2 separate regions of the Macaca mulatta genome follow, and region 2 is linked to region 1. A link is a contact called in public Hi-C data. All regions are on one chromosome and are shown on one strand. The core of a region is the stretch at or near the end of the contact, and the rest is flanking DNA. Distances in the headings are between cores, read along the strand shown.

Region 1 (6,731 bases), core at 1,868-4,367:
AAAACACTAGAGCTAGAAGTGAATGTTAAATGACATTGTTAGGATGCATTCAGCAGTATGAATACTGTCCAGTTCTGTTGGACAAAAGACCTTCCCTTCCTTAAACAAAGAAATTTAACACAACATTAAGTGAAACTTAAGAGATGTCAAACAATTGTAATGTATGAATTTTACTTAGATCCTACCTCAAATGATTTTAAAAATTATGAGATCTTCAGGGAAATCTGAATACAACTGGTAGTATTAAAATTTATAATTGTCTTTTGAAGCCTGTTTATGAAATTGTGGAAATGCTTTTAAATGCTCTTTATCTTTCAGAGACACATATGCAAATATTTACTGATAAAATGATGTAATGTCTGACATTTGCTTCAAAATAATCTGTGATAGAGTTGAGAATAGGAGCAGATAGTTGAACAAGACTGGCATAAATTGACAACTGTTAGATTGTAGTATAGGTACAAGGAAGTTCCTTATATTATTTTTACCTTTGAATAAGTATAAATTTTCCTCAAATAAAAAAATGAACCCATGTATAGTGTAACCACTATCGAGTATATAATGCATATCAGAACACCCTGATAAAACATGTTTTGTATATTTCGTTTACTCTTCAAAAATACTCTACAGTGAAACTAATTTTATTATTCTAATTTTTTAAATGAGGAAGCTGGTGTGGCTCAAAAATTCTGGGAAACATGCCTCTGGTCACTGTGCTAATAGGTATTGAGCAGAGAAGACATTCGATTCAAAGTCTGTCTGACTCTACCATGCTCACTCTTAACCTTGCACTCTACCGCCTGTTCTTGGTTACTCTCAGGCCATGATTCTAAATTTTCATTGACATGGCATCAGAGATAGATCAGTGGAGGGCAAAGGAGATGATCCACACTTTCTGCAAAAAAGTGAGCTGGGAGCCAGCCTGTGATAAGGGAACCGTGAGGAGGGCTCTGCATTTCTCATGGACTTTTCCATCTCTCCCATATTGAGAAGCCAAACGTGAGAGAGACAGTCAGAAAAATCACTTTAAAACTTTCTCAAGTGGTTCTTGGAGATCCAGAGGACCTCCAGCTAAGAGACAGGCTGAGAAGTGACAAAAGCATTTACAACAGAGGTGGACAGTTCTAAACTGTGGCCAGACCCAACAGTTCTAGAAAATTTCATAAGCTCCTTGAGATTTAGTTCCCTCCGCTATAAAAAGGGAAAATAAAACCAATCTTGCAGGGTTGTCCTTAGGCTTTCATAGAGTGATTTCTATAAAGGTCTTTTATAGCAACTCTTTTTGTATTGAATGGCGGAGCAGCCCCACAAGTTATACTGTTAGGGACACAGCTTGTCTCTGCTTAATGCTGGAAAAACTCAGCAGGCTGAATTCTAGTGTTCCTCTGCCATGAGTGATCTGGGTACCCCTTGGATTTGGGATTCTGGGTTAGGATTCTGGGTACCCCTTGAATTGGGATTCTGATTCTTTTTCAGTAAGAAGAGGGACTTAGACAGGTGGACCCTAAATTGCCTGTCACCTCTACGAATCTGCCTTAGGAGCCCTTAATTTCTTATGCAGGTTATCAGGCAATACTCTGTGTCTATCACAACAGCCAGTGAGTGGAGGGTGCACTATGCAGCCACGCATGTTCTGTTACATATGAGATGCATAGACTCAGCAAACACATCTCCTCACTGCCCTTCCTTCTCACCCCTCCCACAACACCTTCTATGCAGTGCTGCTAGCACAGTGCCCTGTCCCTCCTCAGGGCAGAGTCCACTCCACCCACACACCCTGTCTTCACTGCCCTTCACAGCCCAATAGCACCAAGCCCTCTTCTCAGCCAGGCTCATCTTCTCTTGAACAAGTTGAGTTTTCAAGTGCAAATAAATCTCCTCACTCCCCTTCCTACTCACCCCTCCCACAGTCCCTTCTCTGCAGTGCTGCTGGCACAGTGCCTTGTCCCTCCTAAGGGCAGAGTCCACTCCACCCACACATCCTGTCCTCACTGCCCTTCACAGCCTGATACCCCCGGCCCTCTTCTCAGCCAGGCTCACCTTCTCTTGAACAAGTTGAATTTTCAGATTTTCTCCAAGGAGGCTGCTTGAGCTGTTGCTTTTGCTTTGACTATGAGGCAGAAGTGCCTGCACCCCCACCAAAGCCTCTAAGTCAGGAAGCTCAGACTGGGTGGAGCCACAAAAAAAAAAAAGTTTGTCTTTAAAGAAACAGAAATACTGATCCATAATCTGGTGATTGCTTCAATTTTGCTGGTTGAAACCTTTTGCCCATGGGCCTGCTGTAAACACCATTTCCAAAGCTACAATTTTTGCTTCAGGTTATAGTGATGGGTGCAAAAAAGCCTTATTAAACGACCCAAATATTGCCTAGAAAACAAGGCACAGGATCTGATTCTCTTCCCTGGGTGGAGTGGGAGGCTGAGGGGTGATTTGGGGAAGAAGGGAGACAGGCATATACCTTGCTGTTTCCAAGCGTAGAGCTGGGGGTTCTTACTGATTGTGTAATATGGGTTTTTAATTGTAGTCTTTCAGGAAGGCCTCAAGTTACTCATTCAAAAGTTAACAGCACTGAGGCTCAAAGGCAGAGTCTAAATCATTAGGAACCATGGAAAAAAAGGAAGGTGAGGCCTGGAAAAATAATCTGCCCTTGACCACATAGTTTCTCTAGTTGCTTTTCATATAATTCTTCCAAGTTTGAAAATACGCATGACCTAACAAGTAAAGATGCACCCATGGAATAGATCCTACATCCCTTCCCCACCTTCCTCTCTACCCCACATCTTCCTACTCCAGTCTCAGGCAGAGATAGATTTTCCCAAATTTACCCAGTGGATGGTTCCAATCTGCTCTGGAGGTTTCTTGAGGTGAGAGGCATGCTCCCAAAGCTCTCGCAGTTGACCAGATATTCCGGTTGGCTCCATAAGAATACTATGTTTAGAGTTCCAAGCCCATAGCCCCTGTCGCGGCCTTGCCACCCTCCAGCACCCCATGCCAGGAGCGGGCCTAGAGCACTCGCCTTGCCCCTCCATGATCCGGGCTCCGGCACCTGCCCAGGTCCGCACCACTGGCAGCCTGAAGGGAGTCGCTGGCCGTGGTCGCCGCTAGGTATGATGTATCTGCATCTTGAAAGGAAGATGAAACAAAAGCCTTCTTTTGAATATTTGGATTTTTGTCACTTTCTGTGAACTAAAGCGATTTGGTGTCTCCTTTGGATTGTTTCTGCACTTCAAGAACACAAGTTGGATCACTCAAACCCAAAACACAAACCTGAAACCAGCATCCATCAATACTTGGTCGATGAGCCAACCCTTTCCTGGTCGGGTCCATCCACTAGAGCCAGTGAAGTAGTATGTTCCATCAACATTTCTCACTATGAGCTCCAAGTAGAAATAGGAAGAGGATTTGACAACTTGACTTCTGTCCATCTTGCACGGCATACTCCTACAGGAACACTGGTAACTATAAAAGTTACAAATCTGGAAAACTGCAATGAAGAATGTCGAAAGTTTTACAGAAAGCCATGATTCTATCCCACTTTTTCTGGCATCCCAATATTACAACTTATTGGACAGTTTTCAGTGTTGACAGCTGGCTTTGAGTTATTTCTCCATTTATGGCCTATGGTTCAGCAAGTCAACTCTTGAGGGCCTATTTTCCTGAAGGAATGGGTAAAACTTTAATAAGAAACATTCTCTTTGGAGCAGTGAGAGGACTGAACTATCTGCACCAATATGGCTGTATTCATAGGAGTAGTAAAGCCAGCCATATCCTCATTTCTGATGATGGCCTCGTGACCCTCTCTGGCCTGTCTCATCTGCATAGTTTGGTTAAGCATGGACAGAGCCATAGGGCTGTGTATGATTTCCCACAGTTCAGCACATCAGTGCAACCATGGCTGAGTCCAGAACTACTGAGACAGGATTTACATGGGTATAATGTGAAGTCAGATATTTACAGTGTTGGGATTACAACATGTGAATTAGCCAGTACGCAGGTGCCTTTCCAGGATATGAAGAGAACTCAGATGCTGTTACAGAAACTGAAAGTTCCCCCTTATAGCCCATTGGATATCAGTATTTTCCCACAATCAGAATCCAAAATGAAAGATTCCCGGTCAGGTGTAGACTCTGGGATTGGAGCAAGTGTGCTTATCTCCAGTGGAACTCACACAGTAAATAGTGACCGATTACACACACCATCCTCAAAAACCGTCTCTCCTGCCTTATTTAGCTTTTTACCACTGTGTTTGCAACAAGATCTGGAGAAAAGGCCATCAGCAAGCAGTTTATAGTCCCATGTTTTCTTCAAACAGATGAAAGAAGATAGCCAGGATTCAATACTTTCACTGTTGCCTCCTGCTTATAACAAGCCATCAGTGTCATTGCCTCCAGTGTTACCCTGGACTGAGCCAGATTGTGATTTTCCTGATGAAAAAGACTCATATTGGGAATTCTAGGGCTGCCAAATCATTTTATGTCCTATATACTTGACACTTTCTCCTTGCTGCTTTTTCTTCTGTATTGCTAGGTACAAATACCAGAATTATACTTGAAAACACAGTTGGCGCACTGGAGAAGCTATTATTTTAAAATCACTCTGTTCAAAGGGGCATCAGTTTGTAGTCCCTTCGGTTCACACAGAGTGCTATGACAACTCCAAGGAAACATCAGAACTACTAATCTAGCTAGTGTTATTTATTCTGGAAATTATTCTAAGCTGTGACTAACTCTCTTGATCTCTCAATATAATTTTTGAGTCAGTTAATTTTTTCAGTATTTTGCTGTCCTCTTGGGAATGGTCCTTCAGAGGATAGTGCTTCCAAATACATCTTCTCCCAGATTCTCTGGCCTTTTTAATGAGCTATTGTTAAACCAACAGGCTAGTTTATCTTGCATCAGACCCTTTCATGGTAGAGGGAAAATGTCCTTACTTTCCCTTTTTCTTCTGTTAATACTTATGGTAACATCTAACTCGGCCTCACTCACATTAAATGATTCACTTGAAATATATAAAAAAGAATACTGTGTTTAAAAATAAAAATAAAAAAGGAATATTATGTTTTTGATTTTGTGTGTATGTGTATATGTGTGTGTGCACAAAACTCGGGGCTTTTTTTCTGCTGCCACAATGCTAGATAAATGCAAAGCTTAACTTATTAAGATAGTGCAGAAATAATAACAGGAGATGAAAGGTATAGTACTGTTCTAGCTCTTACACAAATTAACTATGTAACCTTCGAGTATCAGCTTGCTATTGCTATCATGACAAATTACCAAAAATGTTGTGGCATAAAACAACATAAAATTTTCCTCTTACAGTTCTGGAAGTCAGAAGTCCAAAATGAGCATTATGGGGATAAAATCAAGTTAATTAGCAGGGCATCTTCTAGAGGCTCCATGGGGGAATCTGTTCCTGGCCTCTTCCAGCATCTCTATGCTACTAGTGTTCTTTGGCTTGTGGCTGCATAGCACCAATCTCTGCTGCCATCTTCACATTGCCTTCCTTCTTTGACTTTCTTGTTTCCCTCTTAGAAAGATCTTTGTGTTCAGATTTAAACTCATCTAGATAATCCAGTCTCCTCACTGTGAAAGCCTTAATTTAATCACATCTACACATCTACAAAGACTCTTTTGCTATATAAAGCAACAGTCACTGGTACCTCCCAATATCAAGTTTGTATTAGTTTCCAGGACTGCTGTAAAAAATTACCACAAACTGGGTAGCTTAAAACAAGAAAAAATTATTGTCTCACAGTTCTTGAGGCCACAAGGTGTCAACAAGGCCACACTCTCTCTGAAGACTCTAGGGGAGGATCCTTCCTTGCCTCTTTCTGGCTTCTAGTGGTTTCTGGCAATCCTTGCTACTCTTTGACTTGTAGATGTGTCCCTTCAATCTCTGCCTCCGCAGCTACATGGTTTTCTCCCCATGTGCCTATTCAAATTTCACTCATTTTCTGAGGATAAAAGTCATTGCATTAGAAGAGCTTGCCCCAAAACCTCATCTTAACTTGATTACATCACAAAGACTGTTTCCAAATAAGGTCACATTCTCAAGTATTAGGGTACTAGGGGTTAGATCTTGAACATTTCTTTTAGTGGATACAATTCTAAATTGTGATAGAAAATTGGTTGTTAAAAAAAAGGACAGTGTACGCATTTTAAGAGTGAAACACTCTAGATCTCTCCCTTTCCAGTCCCCGTTGCAATGAATTGGTGAAGCCTACGCAGACAGTCCATGTCATGGTAGTTGGAAAGCTCTTACTGCATAAGATTTAGCATCCTTATTGCTAAGCCTGGAATTCAGCTATTGTTGCAGTGTTTCAATCTTTCTTTCTGGGCCAAATCTTCCTCTATTCCTCTCCTTGAGAGGCAATTTAACACAATGTTTCAGTGGAGCTCTGCTTACCTAAAATTCCAATCACAGTTCCTGTTAATACCAATTTCACATGGCTAAAGGAGACAGAGGTATAAAGGCAGTTTCTGAAATGTCACAGGTACTCAGTAAATGCTTTTAATGATCCCATCTTAGTTTGTATGGACTGCTATAGCAAAATACTGTAGAATGAGTAATTTATAAGCAACAGAAATTTGTTTCTCACAGTTCTGGAGGCTGAGAAATCCAAGATCAAAGTACTGACAGGTTTGTTATCTGGTGATGGCCTGTTTCCTGATTCATAGATGGTGCCTTTTTGCTGTGTCCCCACATGGTGGAAGGGGTGAAGGGTCTCTCTC
Region 2 (6,479 bases), core at 3,611-6,110, 220 kb before region 1:
CCACACTTGTATAGACAGACTCCACACATTCATCCAAGCCTTGAGGGTCAAGCAGGTCTCCACTGGCAGATCTATAGTGACCCCTGCCGGGAGTCAGCTGCCCGTCCCTGGGTCTGTGCTCTCTGGATAGGGAGTGAAATGTTTGAAATTGAGATGACGTAGGTTGTAGTTAATGTTAGGGCAACGTCTGGGAGATGACCCTAAGGTGGATGGCTCAAAAAGGTAGAACATAAGCTCAATAGAAGCATGTGTGTTGAAAAGCTAATCTATGTGGCTGATGGAAGCACATGAAATTATAGCAGAAATGGTGTTGGAGAGGGTGACACTGTGGCAGGAGCTAAAATCTTCAAGGCACAAAGAGGGGAGAACCTGCGGATTTCTGGAGCCCAAATGAATTCAAAGTGCACTTTAGGCTCTTAAAAATCTATTATTTTATTCCTCCCACTCTGGGTTGGTTCTTCCTTTTCTTAAGTTATTCTGTGGTGTTCTGTAGCAAGCACAATGACTAAATCCCTATGGGGACCTTTTTTGTTGTTTTGTTTTGAGCCGTCAGCAGACAAAGAAAGAGAAAACATATTCACCATTTGCTTCCAGACCCTTCAACTTATGACTTGGTTTCCTTTCCACATTTCCCACACACCTGGTGCAGGGAGAGCATCACACTATGGGGTGTGTGTGTGTGTGTGTGTGTGTGTGTGTGTGTGTGGTTGTTCGATTAGGCACAAGAGGTATGGCGAGGTAAAAAATGATGGTTGCCTTTATCTTCTTCATTTAAAATGAATGGGTTTCTGCCACTGTGTTTTAGGTGGGGGTAAGTGGGGAGAGAATTGTGATTCTCCCAAGCATCTGGGGCTCTTGAGAACTTCAAGACTTTCTTACCTTCAGCCATAGCTCCATATTTGCCCTTCTGGAATCCTTCCATTCTCTCCTGGAATAAAAACAGGAAAAGGATAAAAAGCAAATGTCCATATGCGAGCTGGTAGAGTCTGAAAGCACCTCAATTCAGACATCTAAGAATAATTATCCTCAGATGAGCCATTTCCATCACTAATTTTCTAACTCATATTTTGCTTTGAAACATCTGTAAATAACTTTAAGCAAACCAGGTAATGTTAGGTTATGCTAAAATAGTGCACTATTGCTTCCCTCCCCTCAACTTAACAGAAAATCAGGAAATATTTGGAAGCAAATCAGTTGATTATCTCCCCCAACCAGAAAGGCATGAAATGAAGAAAGCATTCTTCTATGGAACAAAGAGTGAGTGTTAAAAAAAATTGAAATTACACTAGGCAAACTTACCAGAATAGAGAAAAAAATTGCCTTGCTATAAATAAGATTGATTTATTTGAAGTAGTGGAAACTTCCAGTCCTAGAAAGTCTTTGTGTCAAATGGGTATTCCAGTGGCGGAGAGGAAATTACAAGGTACTTTCCAATGGGAGGGTGGAAGTGGGGATCAGGGACACAAAGAACTGACGTGAGAGGAAATGGTGCAGGGGGACTGGTATGACCGCCTTCCCATCCTGACAGTTGGTGGAGAGGAGGTAGTGAGGTGATTGAAGAGAAATAATCAACTTCAGGCCAAATTCAAGAACAACTCATTCCTGCTCTGGGTTTCCAGCACTGCGTAACAGCATTGGGGATGTATATCTTCCACCTGACTGGATATTGCCAAATATGACTCCCAGGGAGTCGTGCTAACTCCTATTTGCACCACCCATTTATAAGAAGTCCCCAGATCTTGACAGGCACTTGGTAATATTACACTTTTAATTTCCTGTCATCCTTATGGGCATAAATAAGGATGTCTTAATTGACTTAAACTTATATTTTACTGATTATCATTAAATTAAAAACAGTTTTCATGGTTTGCTATTTTGGTTATTTATAAACTTCCATTTTTAATAACTTCTGTGATTTCTATCTTTTCCACATTTTTCTATTCATTCAGTGGATCTTCTTGGCCTTTAGGTCAATCAATCAATTTTTGTATTATCAGAATGTATTAAGACAGTTTCCTGCCTCCCTCCCTTTCCCTTCTTTCTCTTCTTCCTCCTTTTCTCTTCCCCCTCCCCTCCCTCCTTTCTTTCTTTTTCTTAAGCCCAGAGAAGAGTATTCTCTCTCCTACACCCTTTCTTGTCTCTGGTAAATTATGCTTCTGGCTTTTGCTAAAGCAGCACCAGTTCCCTGACATCCTCTCTACTTTAAATGACGTTTCCTGAGGTTTGGAATCAACAAAATGATGTGGTAAGGGTCAAGAGGACAGTGGTAATGATGTTGATTATGAACATCGTAATTGTAATAAACCTCTATGCAGACGTTTATAATTTTCAAATTTATTTCATCCTTCTTATTTTAATTGCTCTCTCAAATTCCCTGTGATGTGATCAAGACTGGTCTTAAAATTTCTATTAAAATGCAAGGAAACTGAGCATTAAATGACCTGCCAAAGGTCACATATTTACAATGGAGCTAGCATCAGGAAATGGCTCCTTTTGCCTGTGTATTGTCCTTGATTCCATAGGCGGAAAAAGAGACTATTCCAAAAAAGTCAACAAACCTCTTGGAACATGTGTACAATGCTGCCACTCACTGGTCAGGAGACAAACTAATTGGACAGCTAGAAGCCTACCCTAAAACCAACACACAGAATTTTATTGCAAAATCTTGAGTGTATTTCTTATAAAAGGTTATTCAAAAATAAAATTGTTGGTGGCAGGAATTTCTCTGAATCGGGGTCTTTCCTTTTAAAACAGCCAATTGCCTGTCACAAAAGCCAGTCAAACTCTGTTATGTCAGGCAATGAGCAGCAACAATAGCTCTCCCAATCCACTCTCTCTGAGTGGACCAGCCTGCATTGAGGAATATATATTTTTGTCAGATATTAACAAATAACAAAGTGTTCACAGGTGAGTCAGAAAGGATACTGATGGCAATGCTAAAATGAGTCATGGAGAAGATTATAAAATAACTGAATAAAGCATGGTGGACACATCGTAGGCTTGAAGGAAAGTGATACGTGTTGGTCTACAGGGCAGACAAAAGTGGGGGAATTGAGAATGAAGGCAGATGTCTTCTCCAAAGGAAAAATTTTACCAATAGTCCCACAAATGAGACCAAAGGTCACGAGAGATTGGAAGGCAGTGTGCAAGCAAGAAAGTAGCAGCCTCTGGCAAGCCGGTAGGAGGGTCCGGCTCAGGGAAAAGGGTGAAGCAAATGAACAAAATGCATGTTCTGATTTGAAAATTGCATGAACCTGATTTTACTAAGAGAAGAGCTTATTTTAGCAAATCACAAGAAAGCAGCCTCGTCCATACTATTTTAGAAAAGATCAAACCACTTCTTGTCTTCTTTGTTCATAAGTATTTCCTTCACCCGTCTGCCCCAGCCCATATATTTCCAGGTATTGGAATGATGTGTTTTGCGGTTTGGTCACTGTGGTTCCACGGCACGTCTCTCACATAAAGTTTGGCTGACAAAGGGATTGTTCACAGGTGCCCCAAACATGAGCCTGTTTCCCTACAGTGCATCCTGCAGGGTGTCACAGGAGAAATGTGGGAAATCTAGGGGAGCATGGGGTAGTTTTCCGAAGTTGAAAGTCACAAGAAAAGGTCCACTCAGGGGTCTTGTTTGGAACATGAGGTTCCTGGGGTGGGAAAATATCCTACACTTGCCCTGGGGAGCCCTAAGAATCCATCCTCAGCTCCCAGGCTTGTCTGAGACATAGTGCGTGTCTGGCTGGTCTGGGACAGGAGAAATTAGGAGGGTAAATTTGAGAAGAATGCCCCAGCATGCTAGGGGAGATGGGGAAAGCCTGTTACCCTCTGGGAGCTTCAGTTTCCCCATCTGTCCCACTGGGAGAGGATCAGTTCAGCCTTACTCCCTGAGAGTTTCATGGAGATCGACTTGGCTAAGTAATGGGCAATGGGGCAGCAAAGCCCGCTGCCTGGGACTGGGCTGTGAGTGGAGGCGCAGATTCTTTAGGCTGTGCTCCACCAGCTGCGCACCTGCTGATGCCCACAACACTCACCACCATTGCCCCGTTTTACTGACCAGGGAACCCAGAAGTGAGGGGATCTGTGCAAGGTCACGTCAGAAATGAACAGCTGTGACCAAACTGTGATCCTTCTGATTCCCCAAGTCTCTGTGAGCATAAACCCAGTTCTCCTTACCAGAAACGGCTGTTGTGCCCTGTCCTCCAGGGTGGCGGTCATGTAGGCTCTGGCCGGCTGGTCCTCTCTCAGGAAGGTGAAGTGACAGCAGAGAGAGCCCTGCTCTGTGGTCTGTGTGTGGGGAGGCTATTCGCAGGGCTGAGGGAGGCTGAGCAGATGCAGTTAAGGAGGAGCCACGTGCAGGGGCTGAAAGCTCCATGACTCAGCTGCAAAAAAAGAAGAGTAGAGATTATGGAGTGTGCCCCCCACACCCATGTGGACTAGGACACCCTGGTATTGGCTGGAAACTGATTGGGAACAAGCCCCTGAAAACCAGCCGAATGTGCTGCCTCCTTAATGGGCCACTTCCTGTCATGAGCCTGCCCTGGGACAGTGTGCCCCGTGCTATTTCCTTTTTATTTTTGACTGTTTCAAGCAAGCAGTGTTTGGAAGAAGGAGATATGAAGGGAATTATAGACTCTCCCACTTCCAAGTTCAGAAAAGGCCCCTGGTGACTGGAAAGTCCTGGGCAGCAGCTGCTGCCCTCAGCACCCATCACTGGGGCACCTGCTCCTCCCAGCACTCTTGGGCCCCTTCTCACAGGCTCTGCTTCTGGAAAGCTTCTGCTAACCAGGATCAGAAAGGCACTCTGGTCCACAGAGGACCAGAACAAGCCCTCACAGGGTTTGACTCTTGGCTTGTGAGTTACCCTGGCAAGCTGTCTTCCACGTGATGGAGCCCTCCCTGTGGGGACATTGTGGAGTCCACGTGTCAGTTTATCTGGTAAGGGTTGAAAGCAGGGTGATAGAACCTCTATTTTTTAACTGATTGGGAAAGCAGTGGACATAAAGCTGATTGCCATTTAAGATTAGAGCAGTGGACATAAAGCAATTATGAGATGGAGAACACAATGGGACGTAGGCAGAGGGCCATCAGGGCCAAGAGAATCCCCACATCCCTCGTTGTTGACATTTGAAGTGGAGCTTACAGTCATATCATAACAATTGTCTAAGACTTGATGGGTAAAACAATTTTAAACAATCCCCTGCCAGCCTAGAAAACCTCTCCACAGAGGCAGAAGAGAAAGAAAACAATTTTATTGAACGTGCATTGAACCAGAATGTGATCTGGATCCCAGACAATCCAGGAAGAGATTGCAAAGACGGAGAGGGATGTCACCTGGTCATATAGCCAGGCAGGTGCCACCCATTACACACGTGTTCTCAAGCTAAACCGTAGCTAGTACTCAAGTAAGAGGACTTGACAGTACCCTTTGTCATACATAGTTCATCCTAAACTCACTCAGTAATCATCTGTGTTAGCTAATTGTCTTTTTCCAGAGGAAAAGGAAACTTCTCACATCCTCTATGGCAAGAGGAAGATTTGCAACTCAGGAAGGTGCTGGCAGATGTCAGGCTCCTACCGAAGTTAAGTTAGGCTCCTAAATTAGGCCCCTGCTTTCCCACGGAGACTGGGAGGTGGGGACGCTACCTTCCCTGATGTTTGCGTTTCAAAGGGATGGCTTCCAGGTGCTCTAAAGACAGTCCTGGGCTGTCAAACAGCTTTTAAAAAGATTGCATTACAAAGGGTGGAGAAAGAATTCACACTTACAAGCTTTCTAAATAAAATACTCTAAGAAGGGAGGGGTAATTCTTTTCCACTTTGTTTTTTTCCCCAGAAAAGAGAATTAACATTTTTTCCTTATATTTGACTTTTATTGGTCCTTACACTTTTAAATTCTTCAAGGACTTTCAAGCTAGTCAGCACTCATAATTTGTGTGAATTGAGCAGAGCAGGGCAGGAAGTGGGCTGTAATCTGACCAGGATTTCACCCTTATTAGATAGGGACCAGGTACTCCCCCAGCAACTGCCTGGAATCCCTAAAAAATTTGATGGACAGAGTTCACATCAAAATCTTATAGACACTGAGGGGCACGGATGCTAACCATTCTTATCAATGTAGCAAATTCACTTCATTCTAGTGACATCTTCAAACTCCCTCTCTTCTTTCCTTGTGGTTTGGACTATTCGCAAACATTATATTTATCCACTTAACTGGGTGCTCTGGCACCCCGGCTAAGGACTGATTTTCTGCTTTGAGTTCTGGTCTCTAAGTCTTATCTTTTTTTTCTCTAGTAGTTCCCAGGCTCCTCTTATGGCTCAAAGAGACCTCAGAGAGTCAGTGATGAAATGTGTTAACTGGTCTCTATCAGTTTTCTGGATGAGATCGTGGGCTTTATAGAGGCCAGGGACTGTCTTCAGGTCAGGATCTTGCTAGAACTTAGCCCTAAAAAGTGCTCAAAAATACTTACCGAATAAATGAGTAAAAC

Evidence for each region. A called contact is a pair of places that touch in the nucleus more often than the background predicts.
Region 2: a Hi-C map of CD4 T cells shows a contact between it and region 1, with 2.2 times the contacts expected there. The contact joins the promoter of GIMAP5 here to the promoter of GIMAP7 in region 1. A contact is called at or near these places in 2 of 14 Hi-C or Micro-C datasets (CD4 T cells and blood).

What each region holds. Positions count from the first base shown.
Region 1 is chr3:189,940,616-189,947,346 of T2T-MMU8v2.0, reverse strand. GIMAP7 (GTPase, IMAP family member 7) reads right to left here and starts at 3,117. Exons shown (of 3, transcript XM_015135272.3): 1 at 2,826-3,117; 2 at 2,041-2,166. It also overlaps the pseudogene LOC713371.
Region 2 is chr3:190,162,575-190,169,053 of T2T-MMU8v2.0, reverse strand. It overlaps GIMAP5 (GTPase, IMAP family member 5), which reads right to left and starts at 4,860. Exons shown (of 4, transcript XM_077997714.1): 1 at 4,751-4,860; 2 at 4,171-4,376; 3 at 880-928. The coding sequence starts at 4,212.